Linked DNA regions of Mus musculus: region 1 is linked to region 2. Evidence: chromatin contacts called from public HiChIP or PLAC-seq data. All regions are on one chromosome and are shown on one strand. Each heading gives the region's core, a stretch centred on a gene start, on an enhancer-like site or on the middle of the called end of the contact. The rest is flanking DNA. Distances are from core to core; before and after follow the strand shown.

Region 1 (2,929 bases), core at 370-2,869, 120 kb after region 2:
GAAGGGAAGCTGAGATTCAATCAGGGGCAGAATATGGCCGGAAATAGGCTTAAATGTGGACAGAGTGGCTGACCTTGGCATGGTGGGACACTCAGTGAGTACCACCAGTGCTTTCAAGATATATCAATGTGACCTAATTGTTGCTTGCTCTCAGGTTTATAACCAACCCAAATTTCTTTCTTTTTTTTTTTTTTTTTTTTTTTTTTTCCGAGACAGGGTTCATGGTTTCTCTGTGTAGCCCTGGCTGTCCTGGATCTCACGCTGTAGACCAGGCTGACCTCGAACACAGAAATCCGCCTGCCTCTGCCTCCCAAATGCTGGGATTAAAAGGCGTGCGCCACCACTGCCTGGCGCCAACTGAAATTTCTAAGGAAAAACATTTCACAAGGTCAGGTACTATGAAGCTTCACTGTGCACACACAGTAGAGGGTCATAGGCTCTCAGGAAGCTACAGATCTACTGCTGGGACAAACAGGTCCCAGAAGTCCCCAAGGGTCCCAGGCTGGCAGAATCATCAGGAGGGATGACGGAAGTTAGCCTATGGTTCCAAGACTCTGATACCAGGATCTGGGAACTAGACCTCAGTAAGAGGCTGTGGGGACATTCCCAAGAAGGACTGTCGTTAGCCTCCTAAAGGGGGTCCATCTTTCTCTCTTATATGCATAGACACAGATGGAGACATAAGTAGATATACACACAGGGAGAAACACACACACACAAGCACACTGACACATACACACATACAAAGATACACACAGGAACATGGACACACACAGATGGAGGGAGACACACAGAACTAGTGACATTTACACAGATGGGAGACTGACACCCACCAGAACACCAAACCACAAACGGAGACACACACAATCACAGACGTACATATGGACATACAGACACAGAGAACAGAGGCCTTCACGGAAAAAAAAAAAAAACAAAAACTGATGGGGAGAGAAGGAGAGGCTGAGAAGAAGGAAGGAAGGAGGAGAAAGAGAAGCAGAGGGAAAGAATGCAGAGCTCAAAAGGGCCACACAGGAGAGCCCACCCAGGCCTCTGAGGGCAGATGGGGTGTAGACACAACCCTGCCCTCCCTCTGCCTGTTATTTCAAAGGACTACATCCTTCAGGTCCCTCCCACTTGGCAGCTCCTAATTTAAGCCTGTGAAGGTGTTAGATTGGATAATTCCACTATGGGGACCAGAGGAGACTGCCAGGGGTAAAATGACCAGGTGGAATACACTAGGACTAGGGCACATTGAGAAGAGTATTAAACAGCATGGCAGGAAGGGGGAAAGAGACTTCGGAGAGGGCTTCTCTGGGGCCCCTGAACAAGTGCCTGCAACCCTGCCTGGAGGCTGGGAGCGCTGGCAGACCTAGGCGGCGGCGGCGGCAGCAGCAGCCGCTGGCCAGCCTGGTTTCCCTCAGCTACAGACAGCCTGGCTCCAGGCCCACCTCCCGGTGCCCTGGGCCTGACATCTTCTGGGCAGAGCCACGGTGCCCCAGGAGCCATGTGGATGGTGTTAGTAAACACGCTTTCTTGCGCCCAGCCTGGCAAGGCCTGTGGGCAGCGGGAGGGCGTAGAGCTGGCAGCTCCCACGGCTGGGCAGGAGGACGGGAGGGTGGACCGGCGGGCAGACGGGCGGGCAGGCCGCCCTGCACAGCCAAGCCAAGGCCCAGAATGGAGCAGCTGCTCCTGTCACCATGGAGACGGAACTGAACAATGAGCAGCCAGAGATGCAGCATGGCTGCCTGGCACCGCGGCCACACTCCCGCCAGGCCCTCACACCTACACACAGGAGCTCATGCACTCACCCTCATGTGCGCCTGCATGCATGGACGTACGTGCACATATGCGCACACACGCATGCAGAGTTCCAGGAAGGAGAAAGAAATAGAGAAACCGGGTAAGGACAGTAGAATCTATAGAAAAGGAAGGAGAATGTGAGATGAGGTTCACAGCCTTACAGTTGCAAAGTTGAGCAGAAAAAAAAAAAAAAATCTCACCCTTTGATTCTGGCTAAAAATACCTTAAAAAAAAAAAAGGCAGCTTTGCAGAGGGTCATGTGGTGCCCTGGATTCTTGTGTAACAGGAGAGCTGAAGGGGTTCTAATTAGCAAAAGGCATCTTGAGTCCCATCCCCTTCCCCCTTGACGCGGGTTGCTGAGAGACCCTCACAAAGCTGTTAGTCCCCAGGAAATGAGGATACATTGTTAAAAATGAGCCTAAATCCCAGGTGATTCCTCTCTCCAAGACAATGCAGAGAGGAGGCTGGCTGGCTCAGCCACGGGCTGGAGAGGAGTCGGAGAAAGGCCCCCGTCCAAGTCCTTTAAGAAAAAGTAACCAGTGGCATCCGGGCAGGGAAGGTGGGTGGGCATCAGCTTGTAGTGCACAGGGGCACCTTCTGGGCAAGTTCCCCTTCTGTGAACTGGTGAACTCTTAGCCCCAGCAGCTCCTAGATCCCCAGATATTACCTGCTCCTGCCACTCAGAGGAGCATACAGAAGTTTATGAACACTGAGGAAACAGACAGGATTACCATGAGTTCAAGCCAGGTGTTGGTTACAAAGTGAGACCTTGTCTCAAAAAGCACAAAAGAAGGCAAAGAAAGAAAAGAAAGGGGGAGGGGGTTGGAAAGAAGGGAGGAGGCAGGAAAAAGGGAGGGGAAGGAAGAGGAGAGGAGAGGAGAAGGAAGAGGAAAGGGGAGGGGAGGCCAGCCGATATAGGTATAGACAGACATCTCCCTAACTATCCCTTCCAGCCTGGTATCTGGAAACTCAGTCTGCTCTTCTCAGCATCTCTGTCCAGGGGCTGACAGACGCTGTATTTCAGCATTATCTTAAGCTTCCAACAGGCTACTTATTTTTTCCTGGCTTCACCTATTTCTCTTCTTCCTTCTGGGCAGGTGAATGCTGTGTGAAGATAGCTATCCTGGAG
Region 2 (2,899 bases), core at 200-2,699:
CAGTGGTCCCTATTCTACAGAAGAAAACACGAGAGGGGCCAAGATTCTGTGTTTCTGCGTCCTTTGGGGTTAATTCCATTGTGCTGTTAATGGAAGAGAGAAAACACCTGCATTTCCCAGAGTCAGGGGCTCCCAACCCCCAAGCTTACCTGGGCCATTTGGCCGTCCTTTGAAGAGTATTACCACATCTGCTTTGTTTGTTTGTTTTGTTTTGTTTTGTTTTGTTGTTTTGTTTTTCAAGACAGGGTTTCTCTGTGTAACTGTCCTGGCTGTCCTGGAACTCACTTTGTAGAACAGGCTGGCCTCTGCTTCCAAAGTGCTGGATTAAAGGCATGAGACACCACCACTCAGCTACTATGCGTGTTTTTAAGGCAAGAATATCTGCCCAGGGTGACTCAGTGTATGATCCTACACACACACGGTAGTTAAGAAGCCAAGCTGACTTCTAGCCTCTCTGCTCTATCCTCCGGCTCCACCTCCCCTCCCTCCACAGGACGCGGCTTCTAAGCCTCTATTGATTTTGCAAATGGTGATTATTAGAACTTCCGGGGAAAATGTTCTCTTTTCAGAAAAGCTTTAGCCAATGACATTTCCACTCGTAAACCTTTTTCCCTGAGGGATCACAGGCCCCTTTCCGCAGCTTGGCAAAGGAAAGAGAACTGGGCAGCCCCTGACCTAGCTCCCGCTGCGGCAAGGCGGCCGCCTCCCAGCTAGCCACAGATTTCGGGGCGGCAGCAGCGCAGCTGTTTCCAGCCAAGGTGAGGACTTCATCCTTAATGCTGTCGTTTACAAGTCAATAAAGCCAGGATGGAACACCATTTCCTCTGCTGGTCCCACCTCTCTGGGCTCTGTTGTTTCATGCTTGTAGTCAGGGTGCCGAGAGCCCGGTCCCTGGGAACTTATTTCGCCCTAATGGCTTTGCTCCCACCATCCACCCACCCCCACCCCCACCCCAAGCCGCCTCGCCATAAAGCAAGCCCTATCCCTTCAGAAGGCAGAGTTCAAAGCTCTGACGCCCCAGGACCCTAAACTGTCAGCCTCTCCCTGCTTTATGGCTCCTGCCAGCAGGGTGTTATCTTTGCAAGGAGATAAAGGCATAGGCTGGAGGTTGGGGCTGAAAATGGAGGCCCCCTGGACTGGGGCTCATCCACCCTGCCCTTCAAGGGCTATTAAATGAGCTGATGGAGAGATGGCCTTTTTCAACCCTACAGTGCTGACAATCCTCCTAGGTGCTGGGTGTTTCCAGATCAGACCTGCCGGGGCCTCACCTCCTCTGAAGGGCAGGGAAGTCCTCTGCACTGCCGGGTGTTCTTAGCAGCGAGGTGAAGCTCCCCCAGGCCTAGGTGATAATGAGGTGAGAGAAGATGCAGGTTTAATGGCACTCGGCCCGCTGGAAGGCAGAGCCAACCCAAGGTCACAGCAGCCCAGCAGCGACAGAGCAAGGTCAGGACCCCGCCCAGTCAACCATCTGTTGCCGAAACAGTGCAGAGCGCCGTGGTATGCTGGAGGTGTGCTAGGTACTGAGGGTTTACGAGGCTGAGACCCGGTGGATATTCTCTGGCAGTGGTAGAGGCCTAACTTTACAAACATGAGGATGTAAGAAAGCTAGCCTGACACAGAGCAAAGTGCCCTCAGTAAGTCTGTGGTGTCATGTCCAACTCCTGCCAGTTGCATTCATAAGATTCAAGCTACAGGCTTTCCACTCCCTCTCTGTAATGAGCAGAGTAAAAAAAATGTCTTTTAGACATGTAGAAATAGTCTGGGTCCCCACTACTCCTAAGGCTGCACCTGATTCCCATAACTCAGCGACATCACTCACTCAGACACAGTCCTAGAACCCACGACACCCACTGGACAGGAAATATGTAAACAGAGACCAAGAGCAATGCTCTGCTCTGTACCTCTGGAGAGGTGCCAGCTTGACCTGCCCTGAGGCTAGTCAATCTCTCCAGGATTGTGGTCCTCGAATCGAATCAGAGACTACTATTAGAGACAGAACCTGACCTTCAGCCAAGATCTGTCACACAGGTGAGCAGGCGTGGAGAGGTAAGCTTAGGACTGTAGTTAGGAATTTAGTGTGAACATTGTGTGATGACCCTCAGCGTAATAAAATATAACTTTTGCTATACTAACTACTGGTATCTACCTTCTTTTTTTTTAAAAGATTTTTATTTATTTATTTATTTTATATATATGATGAGTACACTGTAGCTGTCTTCAGACACACCAGAAGAGGACATCGGATCCCATTACAGATGGTTGTGAGCCATCATGTGGTTGCTGGGATTTGAACTCAGGACCTCTGGAAGAGCACTTGGTGCTCTTAACAGCTGAGCCATCTCTCCAGCCCCTGGTAGCTACCTTCTTGTTGACAACACTATAAAGGCTTGTGCCCAAACCTGAGGTGTCCTACACACAGTTTTCTCTCAAGAAGCTCAGTAGTGTGAAGGTCACCAACTCCTCACCCAGACCATCCAGAAAAGGGCAGCTTCTTGGAACCCTGAAGTAGCCAGAGAAGAGGAAGGCAGAAGGCATAGCAGGAATGACTGCCTTATGTATGCCAGGGTAAAAACTTCCACAAGAACCTGGTACATCTCACAGCCCAACACATAATTAATATGTAACTGATGTGTTTATAAAAAGATAAAGAAAAAAATTGTTCTATGGATGTGTGGTGAGGTATGGGGCAAGGGGATGTCTCAGTGGGCCCATGGCAAGGCATCCCTCCCCCCTGAGGGACCAACCACACACGGTGGTATAGTATAGACTAGAGTTTATTCGGGGCATGGGGAAGGGAGTCAAGACGGTAGTAGAGGCAGAGAAAAGCAGAGATGGGGGGAGAGTAAGGAAGTAGAGGCTGGCCATGAACACGTGGGGAGAGGAGGAAGAGACGGGGGAG

Evidence for each region. HiChIP or PLAC-seq counts read pairs in DNA pulled down with a chosen protein or histone mark.
Region 1: a contact with region 2 is called in an H3K27ac HiChIP or PLAC-seq map of embryonic stem cells, with 48 read pairs. The contact joins two enhancer-like sites. A contact is called at or near these places in 4 of 39 promoter capture datasets (cranial neural crest, embryonic stem cells and liver), 10 of 484 Hi-C or Micro-C datasets (embryonic stem cells, liver and nephron progenitors) and 15 of 115 datasets of contacts at active chromatin or transcription factors (craniofacial prominence, double positive thymocytes, embryonic basal ganglia and 6 more).

What each region holds. Positions count from the first base shown.
Region 1 is chr12:12,903,167-12,906,095 of GRCm38.p6, forward strand. No RefSeq gene overlaps it. Among named protein-coding and RNA genes, the nearest start is that of Gm40271, 4.8 kb to the right of the region's middle. Within about 2 kb of position 1,620, at least 141 of the 459 cell types and tissues checked have an H3K27ac peak or open chromatin away from gene starts, as enhancers often do. A contact at or near this core is called in embryonic stem cells, where this site is marked.
Region 2 is chr12:12,787,327-12,790,225 of GRCm38.p6, forward strand. No RefSeq gene overlaps it. Among named protein-coding and RNA genes, the nearest start is that of Gm35104, 23 kb to the left of the region's middle. Within about 2 kb of position 1,450, at least 66 of the 459 cell types and tissues checked have an H3K27ac peak or open chromatin away from gene starts, as enhancers often do. A contact at or near this core is called in embryonic stem cells, where this site is marked.